5 separate regions of the Mus musculus genome follow, and regions 1, 2, 3 and 4 are each linked to region 5. A link is a contact called in public Hi-C, HiChIP or PLAC-seq and promoter capture Hi-C data. All regions are on one chromosome and are shown on one strand. Each heading gives the region's core, a stretch centred on a gene start, on an enhancer-like site or on the middle of the called end of the contact. The rest is flanking DNA. Distances are from core to core; before and after follow the strand shown. Region 1 has its middle 6.3 kb from the start of Gm42011. Region 2 holds the start of B230112J18Rik (RIKEN cDNA B230112J18 gene). Region 3 holds the start of Ccdc60 (coiled-coil domain containing 60). Region 4 overlaps Gm42011 (a long non-coding RNA gene). Region 5 holds the start of Srrm4 (serine/arginine repetitive matrix 4).

The links. A called contact is a pair of places that touch in the nucleus more often than the background predicts. HiChIP or PLAC-seq counts read pairs in DNA pulled down with a chosen protein or histone mark. Capture Hi-C pulls out chosen DNA fragments and counts their contacts.
Region 1: a contact with region 5 is called in a Hi-C map of cerebral cortex, with 2.5 times the contacts expected there. The contact joins the enhancer-like site here to the promoter of Srrm4 in region 5. A contact is called at or near these places in 7 of 39 promoter capture datasets (cranial neural crest, embryonic stem cells, hippocampal neurons and 2 more), 7 of 484 Hi-C or Micro-C datasets (the AtT-20 cell line, the N1E-115 cell line, brain and 3 more) and 10 of 115 datasets of contacts at active chromatin or transcription factors (VIP interneurons, astrocytes, embryonic basal ganglia and 7 more).
Region 2: a contact with region 5 is called in an H3K4me3 HiChIP or PLAC-seq map of embryonic forebrain, with 2.5 times the contacts expected there. The contact joins the promoter of B230112J18Rik here to the promoter of Srrm4 in region 5. A contact is called at or near these places in 2 of 39 promoter capture datasets (embryonic stem cells and hippocampal neurons), 2 of 484 Hi-C or Micro-C datasets (the N1E-115 cell line and cortical neurons), 3 of 115 datasets of contacts at active chromatin or transcription factors (embryonic forebrain, forebrain and neural tube) and 1 of 9 other capture datasets (adipose tissue).
Region 3: a contact with region 5 is called in a promoter capture Hi-C map of liver. The contact joins the promoter of Ccdc60 here to the promoter of Srrm4 in region 5. A contact is called at or near these places in 12 of 39 promoter capture datasets (the 3T3-L1 cell line, the C10 cell line, embryonic stem cells and 4 more), 4 of 484 Hi-C or Micro-C datasets (the N1E-115 cell line, embryonic stem cells and olfactory sensory neurons), 7 of 115 datasets of contacts at active chromatin or transcription factors (embryonic basal ganglia, embryonic forebrain, embryonic hindbrain and 4 more) and 2 of 9 other capture datasets (adipose tissue and liver).
Region 4: a contact with region 5 is called in an H3K4me3 HiChIP or PLAC-seq map of forebrain, with 5 times the contacts expected there. The contact joins the enhancer-like site here to the promoter of Srrm4 in region 5. A contact is called at or near these places in 1 of 39 promoter capture datasets (embryonic stem cells), 2 of 484 Hi-C or Micro-C datasets (cerebral cortex and cortical neurons), 6 of 115 datasets of contacts at active chromatin or transcription factors (astrocytes, embryonic forebrain, embryonic hindbrain and 3 more) and 1 of 9 other capture datasets (embryonic stem cells).

What each region holds. Positions count from the first base shown.
Region 1 is chr5:117,068,255-117,070,954 of GRCm38.p6, reverse strand. No RefSeq gene overlaps it. Among named protein-coding and RNA genes, the nearest start is that of Gm42011, 6.3 kb to the left of the region's middle. Within about 2 kb of position 1,259, at least 30 of the 459 cell types and tissues checked have an H3K27ac peak or open chromatin away from gene starts, as enhancers often do. A contact at or near this core is called in the AtT-20 cell line, the N1E-115 cell line, cerebellar granule neurons and 1 more, where this site is marked.
Region 2 is chr5:116,310,923-116,313,622 of GRCm38.p6, reverse strand. It overlaps B230112J18Rik (RIKEN cDNA B230112J18 gene), which reads right to left and starts at 1,263. Exons shown (of 3, transcript NR_110475.1): 1 at 1,155-1,263.
Region 3 is chr5:116,287,685-116,290,384 of GRCm38.p6, reverse strand. Ccdc60 (coiled-coil domain containing 60) reads left to right here and starts at 1,400. Exons shown (of 14, transcript NM_177759.3): 1 at 1,400-1,938. The coding sequence starts at 1,849.
Region 4 is chr5:117,086,464-117,089,163 of GRCm38.p6, reverse strand. Gm42011 (a long non-coding RNA gene) reads right to left here. Exons shown (of 3, transcript XR_878715.2): 2 at 2,195-2,314; 3 at 1,636-1,741. Among named protein-coding and RNA genes, the nearest start is that of Gm42011, 12 kb to the right of the region's middle. Within about 2 kb of position 1,288, at least 18 of the 459 cell types and tissues checked have an H3K27ac peak or open chromatin away from gene starts, as enhancers often do. A contact at or near this core is called in cerebral cortex and forebrain, where this site is marked.
Region 5 is chr5:116,590,380-116,593,079 of GRCm38.p6, reverse strand. It overlaps Srrm4 (serine/arginine repetitive matrix 4), which reads left to right and starts at 1,263. Exons shown (of 13, transcript NM_026886.3): 1 at 1,263-1,746. The coding sequence starts at 1,616.

The DNA.
Region 1 (2,700 bases), core at 10-2,509, 480 kb before region 5:
ACCTGCACTCCAATCTGCTAGTCTCATTCCTCCCACAAACAATCCCTTCTTTGTTCTCCTGTCACACACACACACACACGTGCACAAATGTGCAAACACAAGCATGCACACACATGCACACACACCCCTACACAGATACACACAAACAGACATGCACACACATGCACACATGTGCACACACCACATGCAGGCACACCTGAGCAGGCATTCAATTTAGATTCTGCATGTGAAAGGAAACGTGATATTTATCTTCCCTAACACGATGACGTCCAGTTCCATCCAGTTCCATCCAGTTTCCTGTAAACGGTGCAGGTGCATTCTTCTTTACAGCCAAATCAAATTGGATAATGGACATGGTCCATGTTTTCTTTATGCTTTCTAGATGAGATTAACTTAGCGCATTTTCTGTAACCCAAACACCTGAACTATTATCCTCCTCATGCGTAGTCAATGTAAAAATTATCAATGTAAAAAAGGTCTATTACTTTCATTTTCTCAAAGCAGCTGATGTATTTTAATTTCCTGTCTCCATCTTGTAATAGGTGTGTGTGTGTGTGTGTGTGTGTGTGTGTGTTCACTGACCAATTCCCATTGAGAATTGGTTGAGAGTCAGTCTTGGAAACCAGCCCTTCTAGGTAATTTTGGCTCACCATGCAGTTTGAGGACACCTACAGATGATGAATCACACAAACTTGCGTCTTTGTTAGGCTTTCTGGTGCTATGGTAAAACACCATGACCAGAAGCAACCTGGAGAGGAGACGGTTCATTTGGCTTACACACCCAGGGTCACAGCCCACTGTGGGAAGCCAAGATGAGGAGCTGAAACAGAGGCACAGGGCTTGCTCAGCCGGCTTTCTTATACACCCCTCGGACCACCTGGCCAGGGGTAGCACCGCCCATAACGGTCTGACCCCTCCCCCATCAATCATTAATTAAGAAAATGCTCACCCTCAGGCTCGCCTACATGCCAATCTGATGGAGGCGTTTTCTCAATTGAGGATAACTTTAGCTTGTGTCAAGTTGATGAAAAAAACTAAGCAAGACAACTGGAAACCAGGTGACCCTCTGGGATACACAGCACCGGCTGTTTCCACCGTTTCCTGAAAGAATCCTCTGTTGGCTGTACGGTTTGTGTCATTGGAGACCTTTTAACTTTAGGTTTTGGTCTCAGAAGAATGGACTTCAGTGCTGGGCGCGCTGAGCAGTGATGAACTCTAGGGGGCGCCACCCACCTAGGCTTTCTACAGAGACCCAGCGTGCGTGGCAACACCTATCACAGTGCAGTAGGCAACCTGCCCAACGCCCCTAAGGGCTGTCACTGTCTTACCTCCGACTGCATTCATCACTTTGGGAAAAGAAGAAGGGATTGTCAGAGAAGACATACTCACTTGGGCTGAGCTGCAATATTGTCTTTTAAGGGTCACTAAACATTTTAAGCACCTGACAAGTGTTCCTTGCAAACCCGCGGTCCCGAGAAATCAGCGACGGGCAACCCCTCCCCCGCCACCCCCCCCCCCCCCAGCCCTGTAGTCACTCCGAAGTCAGCTGCACATCCGCTACTAATTTTAGCTGGCAATCTGCAAAGATCATCAGTGATGATTTGTACCAGACTTACAGACGTGGCTGAGTGGCTGTTGTGGAGACTGGAAGCGGAGGCACATTTCCTCAGCGAGGGATCTAGCCTCACTTCCCCCTCCCAAAGCTTTCTCCTCCGTGTAGTCACCTCTCCTGGGTGTCTGGCTATCAGCATCTCTGAGTGTTTGATTTCATGCCTCTTTCATTTTTGTTAGGTTTTCCCCAAGTGAGGGGTAAGCCACACACACACACACACACACACACACACACACACACACACACACACACACACCAGTTCACAGGAGGGAAGTCATCAAATTAATTACAGCATGGGAGAGCCACTGCCAGTCAAGCAACCTAGCTATTTGCTTTTGCAGATGACAAGCTGAAGCCCGGAGGTCACTGAACTCATTCAAGGTCGCACGCATGGGGTTAGCAGCTGCGCATGGGGTTAGCAGCTGAGATCCAGCATCCTCTGTGGTGGCAGCTGTGTCTTAGGACCGATCTGAGACACTGAGCCTGGCATGAGATTAACTTTCATACCCGTTTGCAGATGAATGGATCGGGTGCATTTTTCTTAAAAAAAAAAGTTTTAATTAGCACAAATTAACTGTAAATAATAGCGGGGTTCCTGGTAATAGTTCATCTGTCACGTATTTATAGCGTATTACTATCTTTTTTTTCTCTTCCCGTGCCTGATGATCCCCCTCCTCTTCCTTACTGGCCCCTTTTAATTTTCATGGGTTTGTGAGTGCTATGTATGTGTGTGTGCATCCATGGGTGAACATGTGAAGGTTGGATGGAGGTTAACATCGGGCGACCTCTCCATGACTTTCCATCGCATTTTGAGATAGGGTCTCTTGCTGTTTCTGCTGGACTGGCTGCCCAGTGAGCCCCATCCCCCTCCGCTCCCCTCCCTCAGGATGTTTCTGGGAGAGACTGAGATTCAACTTATAAATATGGTCCCGTACCACACAGTGGCCATTTGACTGCAGTACCGGCAGAGGCCAGAAGAGGGCGATAGATCTTCTGGAGCTGGAGTTGCAAGCGGTTGTGAGCCTCCCGATTGGGTACTAGGAACAGAACTCTAATCCTCTGGAAGACCGTTAAGCGTCTTTAACCCC
Region 2 (2,700 bases), core at 14-2,513, 280 kb after region 5:
GGGTTTCTATTGCTGCAGTAAAACACCGTGACCAAAAAGCAAGTTGGGGAGGAAAGGGTTTATTTGGCTTACACTTCCACAGCAGTGTTCCCTGAAGAAGTCAGGACAGGAACTCTAACAGGGCAGGAACCTGGAGGCAGGAGCTGATGCAGAGGCCATGGAAAGGCCAATGAAGAGCCCTTCCTGACCTTCCGAAAGACCCGAATTCAGTTCCCAGCACCCATGGCAAGCAGGTTACATATAGCCTGTACTGCAGTTCAGAGGGACCTGACGCCCTCTTCTAGCTTCCATTAGCATTCTGCACTCACAACCCATAAATAAATAAATAAATAAATAAATAAATAAATAAATAAATAAATCTTTTTTAAAAACCCTCCTGTGGGACCAGAGAGATGGCTCAGAGGTTAAGAGCATGAACTGCTCTTCCAAAAGTCCTGAGTTCAATTCCCAGCAACCACATGGTGGCTCACAACCATCTGTCATGGGATTTGATGCCCTCTTCTGGTGTGTCTGAAGATAGCTACACTGTATTCATATAAACAAAAATAAATAATGTTAAAAAAAAAAAAAGCACTCCTGTGTGATTGCCCTCAGTGCAATCCAGTCCTAGAGGAAGTTCTTTGTGTGAGCTAGCTTCTGTTGTTTTCATTTGTATACACGGACCTCTTTCTATAATCTGTCCTCAAAAGTGAGGGTTATATAGCCAGCTGCAGCCTTACCTTTTTGCTTTGCTTGATCATCTCCCCAACTCCCGAAACCACGGTTGGAGGAACACTGTGAGTGAGTGATCTTTCCTCCTTGACGGGGTGATTCTGAAACCAGACATTTACTCTGGTTTTTGCCTTCTTTTTTTTTTTTTTTTTTTTTTTTTTCTTTTTTTTAATACCGTGTTCCAGGAAGACCTCACTCAGCCTGGGAGGCCCCACTTGTGCCCATTGATCACACTAATGACGACGTATTTCCTTCCTTTCGCCACTTGATCCTCGGCTGCCCATGGCAGAGCAGGCTACCCTCCCCGGGCCCTTTTCTTCTGACTTGGAGTCACACAGAACAGAACCAATTAAGGAACTCATTCATCTCCCCACTCCCCGCCCCTTTAATTACAAACAGCGCTGCGAATTGAACAATACCAAACAAAAGATAGATTTACTTACCCCGGGACATAAATAAGATTATCAGAAATAAGCATTCAGAGGCCCTTCGCTCCTGGGAGAATTTTAATTCACTGACCCCTGCTTTTACAGAAATCTTAGGCCTTTCCACATCATTATTGAGTCCCCAGGCGTTTTGCCTGCTTGAGTTATTTGTTGGCACACATTCACCAGCCGGCCCCCTTGCTCACACAGACCAATTATAAACCTCTCCACTGAGGCTTCAAATCGGACTCTTTTGGAAACCAGGAAGGAAACCTGAAAGAAATTCTCCACTCCTAGTGAAGTTTTCCTACTGGGGGCTTCCTGGAACTACTGGGGAGCTACTGAGGCAGGGGTTTGGGAGTGGGGGTCGCATTGATTAATTAGAACACGTTAGGATGCAAAACACCCACCCTTCACAATGACATTACACCAAAAAGAAGTATATTGTAAGTGGAAGGGCTGCTGTTGATGTGAACTTCAAGATCTGCTCCACACAGAGGAGAATAATTATCCTAGCAAGCATCAGTTTCCCCTGGTGCCTCTCACCTGGTTTTTATTTTGTTTTGTTTTGCAACAGTAGTCCTCAGAGCACCAAGCTTCCAACTTACAAGTTCCTACAGTCTCATTGGCTCAGCATTGGTCACGTGTCAACACCTAGACCAATCACTGTGAAGAATGGATGAAATGTACCCATTAACTGGACAGAAGTCATATGTGAAATCATGTGCGGTGGCGGGAGCGAGTGAGAGATGAAGCGAGTCCTACCTGTACCATGGGGACTGAGGCTGCCATGGGGTAAATATCTTAAAAGGAAAAACAGGGTTCTGTACCTGGAGAAGAGAGACGCTGAAAGAGAAAATTGTGCCTTCCAGCCGCGCAGGACAATACAAAACTTAATCCTAGTACTTAGAAGGCTGAGGCAGGAGGATTATGAGCTGGAGGCCTCCCCTGCTGAGGTCCATAAGCCCCTAAAATTGTGACCACGCCCTCCCTGCCATGGTCCTTGAACTCCTTAAACCGACCACGCCCTCCCTGGTGTGGTCCATGAAACCCTTAAACTGTGACTACACCCTCCTTGGTGTATTGCGTGAAACCCTCAAACTGTGACCAGGCCCTCCCTGCCATGGTCCACGAAACCCTCAAACTGTGAATGAAAATAAACTCATCCTTGAGTCACTTTTGACGCGTGCTTGTCACAGCAGCAGAAAAGTAACCAAGACAGTGTTCCTCTGGAGTAAGGTTTGTAGGGCACACCACAGCCTTCCAGAGGCTACCCGAAAACCATCTCTTAGAATCTGTATGGTCATTGTAACTCAGAGTGTGACCTTACCTAAAAGATAACCTAGAACCCTTCAAAGAGGGAATCCAGTTAAAAGGGGAATTGTTATTTTGTCAGTTTGACACAGGCTAGGACCATCTGAGAAGAGGAAACGGTATGCCTCTGTCCGATTAAGTATGTTGGGCATTCTCTTGGTTGATGATTGACGTGGGAGAGCCCAGCACACTATGAATGTCCGACCCCTGGACAGGTGCTCCTCCATTGTATAAAACCAAGGGCCTCTGC
Region 3 (2,700 bases), core at 151-2,650, 300 kb after region 5:
AATCGCTAGTAAACAACGACGTTATGCTTGTGTGTAGATTTTCTCAAGCTGAGCACAAACCGTCCTCCTGTTCCTCCAGATCATGCAGAGCTAGCTGGCTCCGTCCAACCCCAGACCCACAATGCCCTAGAACCTGTTCTCCTGCTCTCCCAGCCTGAGCAGTTCCTACCCTGCCCAGCTTTCTCAGGCCCGGCCCAATCCTCTAAACAGGGCTTTGTTTATCTGCAGCCTTCAGAAAACCACTCCCGGTAGTTGACGAATGCTACCCATGGAGGAAAGCAGGCAGACCCAGACTTCCTGTGGAGAGGAGGGTCAGAGTCAGTCTGCAGACAATGGAAACAAAATAACAGTCGGAGGGGGGCCGTTTCAGTGCTGAGAGAGCGAAAGCCATCCTGCGGTGGGAGGGGTCACTAAGAAAGATGGAGCCTGGGTGGGACCGTAACCCTCACTGCTCAAGGTTTGGGGAAGAAACACAAATGGATTGAGACGGAATAAAATACACCCAAGGGGAAGGCAAATGAATCAAAATATATGGGTTAAATTGCTGCAGGCTGGCACAGAGCAAGTGATCAATAAATATTAGTCAGCGTTAACATCTGCTCCTCTGTGAGCCCAGAGCTGGGAGAACGCCCGATTCTTGCCAGAGTCAGTACCTGCCGGCAGGCACCTCTCCACCTGGGCTACCGACATGTGTTATTTCTTTAATTCTTAGCAACCATTGGTAATCCTGCAGCCCCCATTTTAAAGACCTGGTAGCCCCAAACTCACAAAGTTAGGTTTCTTACTTCAGTGGGTAAAACCTTGGGGTTTACAATCAGTCTGTCTGGGGCTGGGATGTCAGGCAGTTCAGAGATGTTGTGCTGTGAAATACACAAACAGCACGCTGTATATTGTAGGCTCTCGATAAATGTCATACCGACGCACGTATACTAATACTCGTAAATACATATAAATGGGCGTGTGCATGAAGCTGTATCTGTAATGTGGGCTTTGAAGGTTCTGTAGGAGTTTTTTCAGATGGGAAGAATAGGCACCTGGAGCTGATAATTGCAGAGCTGAAGGCACACACTTGCGAGGGGTTTAATATAAAGCCTGAGGAAAGCCTCGTGGCAATCAGCAACAGGTGAAACCGACTTTGAAGGGAAGAAACCTTATAGGCGAGTAGAGAGAAGACTGGAGTCCTCGGGACTGAGCAGAGAAATTTAAATACCTCCTCAACCCCGACCCCGAAAGAGTTTGGACAATGTGGCTCCCTGGCCAGCCACCAGCTCAGAGCCCCTTTCCAGCAACCCAGAAGAATTCCGGTCCAGGTCTCCACCAATCCTGGCCGAGGAGGAAGCGTCTGCGCGCCTTGGCGTCCGGTTGCCAGGTAACCGAGCGTGCCCTACTTGGCAGTTTTAAGCCCCAAGGCCGAGCCCCATGGTGGGGCCCGCCTTACTCCCTCGTCTCGCTGGCCGAGGGTGGGGCTTTTGTCTATAGAGTTTTATTTTTACTTTTTTCAGTTTACATTTTATTTTGCTTATAGGAGAAAAATATCTTCTCCCTTAAAAGAGAGAAAACGTATAAAACCGACTTTGTGCAAGTTAAACAGTCTCAGGTTTGCCTGCTCGGGCCTAGCAAAGGCTTCCTTACCCAGATGCTCCGCTTTGCAACAAGAAATCTCTTCGCAGTCTCTGGACTTGGGACTTGGGGGCCTGGGAGAACTTTCTGGACCGTTTCACACCAGTGAGTGTTGCGAAGTCAAGAATCTGAAAAAGCAACAAGTTTTTCACTGGAGGCACGGGCTTAAAGGCTGAAGGTTGTTTTGTTGTTGTTAGTGGTGGTGGTTTTTTGTATTTTTTTTTCAAGATGACCAAAGTGCCAGCCACCAAAAAGTTACAAAAAATCACCAGCAAGAAGGCCCTTTGGCTCTTTTCCAGCGCAGATCAACTGACTCAGGTAAGTCACTGTCTCTCTGTTAACAAGAGCAATGGATTAGGTTCAGGCCCGCCCAACGGGAGGGGGGCGGGGCTGGACGAGGGCCTAGGTATGATGAACTTGTCCAGACATCCCTGTTGCTCTCGATGGCTGGCTTCTCACGGTGAATGAAAACACGGATCAGAGCTGCGAGCTATCCATTAGGCAGTAATTCCAAACTGATGGACTAAATTGATGCGAGACACTGTAGAAAGTAGGGGAAAAATGAAGATGAATTGTAGACTGGTATCACAGAACTTAGTTCCAGAGATCCACTGGGGTGGAGAGACAAGCCTTTCCTATCACTCTGTGGAGAGGTTGGTTGCAAGGGTGTCACGTTCTGAGGGGTGGGGACGGGGTCCAGGTTGGGCTGGCTGTCGCTGTCAGGCAAGTTTCTCCACACACCCCCCCACCCCCCCACCCCAGCCTTTCTTTCTCCGTGATAAGACCGGGATGGGCCAAAATAATAGTAAGAGACTCGAGTATAGAGATGGTCCGTCTACGTGTATGTGATTGCGTCCTTGGTACGACTTGGGTCCGGGGGTTTCTAGATGCAAATGTTATAACTGGGTAGATGATGTTTTAAGTACATTTAACTTTGATGTCTTCAAAGTCTAACTCCACCACAGTTAGCCAAGGGAGGGAGGGTGGGGATGGCAGCTGCTCCACCTACAGCTTGTGGAGGGAGGATTTAAAGCCCTCCAGTTTATACATGGCCCAATATGTCCCCAGGCTCTTTTTCGT
Region 4 (2,700 bases), core at 39-2,538, 500 kb before region 5:
CCCCAGTGGCAAATCCTATCAATGTTACTTTGAAAGAGCCATTTATTTACATGGAGAGTTCTAGGATTGAGGCAGGCAGTTCTGTTCTTGCGGTGGTAAGTTTTGTGTGCCTTTTTTTTTTTTTTTAAGTCGGGGAGGTGAACTTTCTGGAATTAAACTGGGATTCAACAGCAGCAAAACCCAAGGATCTAAATAGCCTCCTAGAGAAGCAGGAAGCTGTGGACCTCGCTCTGTTACTGTAAGTCCAGCTATGTGGTTTTACTGTATTCTCGTGCACAGTGTAAGCTCCCAGTAAAATTTACGAGCATCTCGGCTTCTTCAGTCTTCAGAGACAAGCTGAGATCTTTCTCTCTCTGTGAGGTTTTAGCCAATAATTACTCTGAATTTTGTTCTTTATTGCTCCAGTGTTTGGGGAGCCAGTATTGTTTTTTCTGTTGATTGTATACTTCATTGTATTCTTCCCTTGGGTGTTTGGAAGATGGAGACTGGAGTGGCCCCCTTTCCAGTGCTAGTTGGTGTGTGTGTGTGTGTGTGTGTGTGTGTGTGCATGCCCACACACACACACGCACATACATGCAATTGCACACGAGCATACTTGCATATGGATAACCATGTGGGCACACATGCACGTGTGTGGAGGCCAGAGGCTAGCATTGGGTGTGTTCCTCAGTGGGCTCCCCTACCTTATTTTTGCCAGTCTCTAGCGAAACCCTGGAAGCCCACTGATTTGGCTAAACTGGCTGTCCAGCGGGTTCCAGGGATCCTGTTCCCCCCCCCCTCCACCCCCTGTCCCAGTCCCCTCGGTGCTGGGATTACGCTCAGCTTTTTGCATAGGTGCTGGGAGTCGGCTCCTCACGCTCTGGCTTTGCAGGAAGCACTTTCCCCTCTGAGCCATCTCTCCAGCCGGCAAGCTGAGCTCTGAATCTGCTTTCACCTCTGATACACCAATATTGAGAGCAAATGCAGCAAGTGGGGGACACTCATTTGCTCAGGTCACAGTCCTGCTGGCTAGGCTCCCTGATCGATCACGTGAAGCACCCCTCAGGAAGACAGTCTGAGAAGGCAGGAATGGCGAAGTCACCATTCTTCTCAGGTCACACTCTATGCAACAGGCAACACGAGAGCCATTGGAGGGGAATGTTGCCAGGTCCACCCTCTTTCTGCCGCCCTTATCATCTCCATGGAGGAAAGAGGTGGCCAGGAATCACGAAGCTGGTTTCTAAAACCGTGCAGAGAGCCAGGCATCCTGATACTCCCTGATGTCATCGCCTCCGATTGCTTTGCCCGCCCTCCTGTGGCGACACTTGCAGGAGAATGGAAGGACTTAGCCGTTCTTACTGCCTTGCTTCAGACTCTGTTCAGTTCCACCCAGTGCCCTGCATAGGCTGCCGGTCTTGGGGCAGAAGCGGGGAAGCCCCTGCTCTCCGTGTTAGACTCCAGCCAGGCTCCAGGATTGCCGAGGGTGATAAGCACCTTTCTGCTCTTTGAGCATGGGCTGGATGGAATGAAAACGCCTCGAGGGACCGCTCACTCTGAACACATCATTGCCATCGGGAATGCAACTGCTTTAGGATGCTGTCCAGAAGAGAGGGTTCCCCCCCCCCCTTCTAGTAACTGGTTACTAAGACCATGTAAATGTGTTTATTTAAGAAGCTCGCTGGGCAAGAAAAAAGACGGCACAGGTGTCAGATCTCAACCCCTTTCTGTCTTCGAGTTGCGGGATCCTCCGAAAGATACCAACCTATAAAATAACAAATGCCACCTTACTCCTAGAGAAGGGCATAACTACAAGCCGGAAGGTTTACTCCTTGGTTTCTCAGAGGAGACTCAGGAAGGGTCATCTGTTTCTCACTAGGGCGGCAGTGACCTGATCTATCTGCAACCTCTCCCAACGCTCCAGGTAGACAAGGGGTTAAAGTGGGTAGGTGACAAAGCCTGCTTAAAGCAGTGTTGTGGGTCCCCAGGACTCAGCAATGTAGCAGGACGCCACAGGCAGAAGCGGCCACTGGTTAGCAAGCCCCTGTATGCGATGGCATATCTATCACCTGTGTTCTGCTCGTGTTTTCCTCCTTTGACTGACAGGTTTGGCTTCTGTAAGCCTTTCTTCTCTGTGCACACCCATCCTCACGGTGCTGCTTAGGGTTTCACGTCACCTCGACACAAGCCGGGGTCATCTGGGGAAGAGAAACATCACCTGAGAAGATGTCTCTGTCAGGCTGGTCTCTGGGCACGTCCGTCTGTGGGGTGTTTTCTGGATTAATGATCGACGAGGGCCCAGCTCCCTGTGGGTGTTGCCATCCCTGGGCAGGTGGGCCTGGGTGGTAAAAGAAAGACTGAGCAAACCCGTGTCCAGTAGGCCTCGATCTCCCATGGCCTTTACTGCAGTTCCTGCCTTGACTTCCCTCAGTGACAGACCGTGTGTGATCACACTGTGTAAGCCAACTGAAGCCCTTTCCCCTCAAGCTGCTTTTGGCTTATGTGTTTCATCGCAGCAACAGAAAACTGCTGTGAATTCGAATGTGAAAAGTGAAAAGCGCCATGCTTTTCACCAGGCGCTCACCTAATAGAAGGTGCTCAATGGGCAGGTTTCCCTTAAAAGTGTAAGCCAAATCTGCCTTACAGCGCATGCGCCCCAATCCAGGCTCGCCCTGAACAGCACACTGTAGGATGTTTGTGGTCAGGAGGGGAGTCAGTAAGGGT
Region 5 (2,700 bases), core at 14-2,513:
CTTACTTACAAAGTTCGCACTGATGTTGGGGGTGGGGGTGGGGGTGTCTTCGCTCCCCACTGCTACTAGGTCAACAAAAATTAGAGAATTTTTTCTGCCTTCAGGGTGGAACCCGGTGTCAGTGCTTGGAGGTTTGTAAGACTTAGCAGAAGCTCCTTGTAGGAGTTTCACTTTTAAACCCTGGCGGTAGGTGAAACTCCCAAGTATTAAAAGGCTCCAGAGGAGAAATGGGCTGGGGAAATCTCACTAAGATATCTTCCCTAAGAAGACCCTTACGGCAAAACGGGGAGACATTGTTGTCTACTGCCTGCGCATCTGGAGTTTGAGATTCTGAGTCTCTGCTGGGACTGGGAGAGTAGGGGGGAGGAAGAAGATGGAAAGACCAAAAAGTTACTTGTAATCCTCGGAAGCCCTCCCCCCCCTTCCCCCCTCAGTCTTTCTTTGCCAAATCGGACTGTTGTTTCACACCCAGGCTGCGGGTTCTCAGGGGGGTGGGGGAGGGGTGTTCTTTTGGAGGGCTTTGGCAGCGGGGACGCGAAGCAGGCCGGCTGCGAGGCACAAAAGAGATATCCTTTATAGCGCCGCAAGCACAGATGTGACGCTGCGCCCCTCTGCGGGTGGGGGCCGGCTCGACAGATGGCGAGAAACCGCGCTGGTGACGGATTGTCCGTCAAATGGCATTTTCGGGGTGGGGGGGTGGAAGAGCCCCCCAGGCGTAAAGAAAATCATAGGGGCACCCACACACACACACTTTGCAGACCTCGGCAGTCCATCCCAGAAGTGGGGTGGGTGAAGGCAGGTTGGCGTGGGTGGATAGGTGGGGCATTTTTTAGTAGCTCCCTCAATGGAAGATGCTCCCCAAGTCTTGCAAAAGGATAGGGAGGTGGCCCAGGCCCGGGAGTGCGCATGTAAGGGTTGAGGGGAAGGCCTGCGACGATGGAGGAAGGGTGAGGGCTAAGAGAAAGAATCTCCTTTTTGATTCTGTTTGAGGTGTTGGGGTCGCTTCTCAGAGGGGTCAGAGTCGCAACTCTGTGGCCACGGGGCCTTAGAGACAAGCGCTCGCCCCTCCCTTTCTCCTCCTCAGACCTGCGGGCTTTTGTTATGCAGATGGCGGCGGGAGGCTGAGCCAGAGAAGGAGGGGTTGCTGGGGAAGGAGGAGACGGAGAAGGGGAGGGAGGAAAGTACAGCTCGCGCGACCAGCCTCCCCTTCCAACGTCACATTGTGCAAGAGACAAAACCCGGGCGCGCCGGAGCTCACACGCGCACGCACGGCAGACGCCCCGGTCGCCTCCTCTCTGTTCTCTGCGCGGTAGAGAAAGCCGGCTAGCTTTGCTTCGCCGAAGACACGGAGCTCAGCCTGCTCCCAGCGCAGCTCAGAGCCAAGCCAAGAGGTGAACCCAGCCGGGGAACCACCTTCTTTCTCCGCTGCCTGCCTAACCCGAGACGTCCCGTTCTATCCCATCCCCCGCCCTGAACTCCGATCTCTCCCCACCCCACCCCTTGGGGGTTTCACGCGGACAGCGCCCCGGAGCCCAGGGCGTGTCATCGGGTTTGTAATCCACGTTTCAGCACTTCGGACAGCGCCCCAGGCTCCCGGGCTCCTTGGGCTTTCAGGATGGCTAGCCTGCAGCAGGGCGAGAAACAGCTGTTTGAGAAGTTCTGGAAAGGGACCTTCAAAGCAGTGGCCACTCCGCGTCCCGAGAGCATCATCGTCGCCAGTATCACAGCCCGCAAGCCGATGCCAAGGTAATGACCTCGTTCATGAGTTAGGGACACTGGGAGGTCCCCCCCCCTTTTCTTGCCTGTGCCCCAGAATCTTGACGGGTGGACGCAGGCAACTGGAACAGGGTGTCTGGACTAAGCCCGTCGTACCCGGTATCTCACGCCGGAACATGAGAAATTATCGCTTGTGTAAGGGAGAGGCTGTTGAAAAGGGACAGGAATTTTTTGACGGGGAACAACACTCCTACAGACTCCGCACCTCCTATGCAAACCCCCTTGCTTTCTTAGGGTGGGCGGTGTGGCTCGGGGTACGTACTTGACTGAAAACTTTTCGAGCTATCGCCAAGTGCATAGGTCAGGGGAGCAAAGCAGTGGTGGATTTGAGGTGTCAGGGGATGCTGTACAAGACATGAACTCAGCTCAGCCAGTGTTCAATACAAGCATTCTAACCCTTGGCCCAGAAACTAGCGGGTCTCTGAACATTTCAACAAAAGCCCATATGCTATTCCCTCAGATACGCTCGCTCCAAGCAGCACCCTCCTCCGTGTCTTAGCCTAAGCTGCTGCTCGTGTTGAATTCTTTCTTTTTCAGCACCCAAAACCAAAACTCTAAAGCTCAAAGTCAGCATGAAGATAATACTGAAAGTTTTACTTTATTTTATTTTTTAAGGATCTGGTGGCTTTGAACTTTGGAATGAGTTGGGGTGCTGGAGCAGTAGTTAAAAAAAAAGACAGGAGGGGAGAGGATGGGAAGAAATACAAAGGCAGGAGAAAAAGAAGACAAGAGGGGGTTGAGGGGGCACAGAGCCTTCCACAGCAGAGAAATACCCAATATTTTCCTAGATCGTTAGATTCAGAAGTCTTTGAGAGGGCTGTGCCCTCTGTCAGAGAAAATCAAGGCTGTATAAAAACTCATCTTTTGCTGCTGCTGGCTGAGCGGTTCTGAGAGTTAAAGGGACGATCTGGGGGGGGGGGCGCT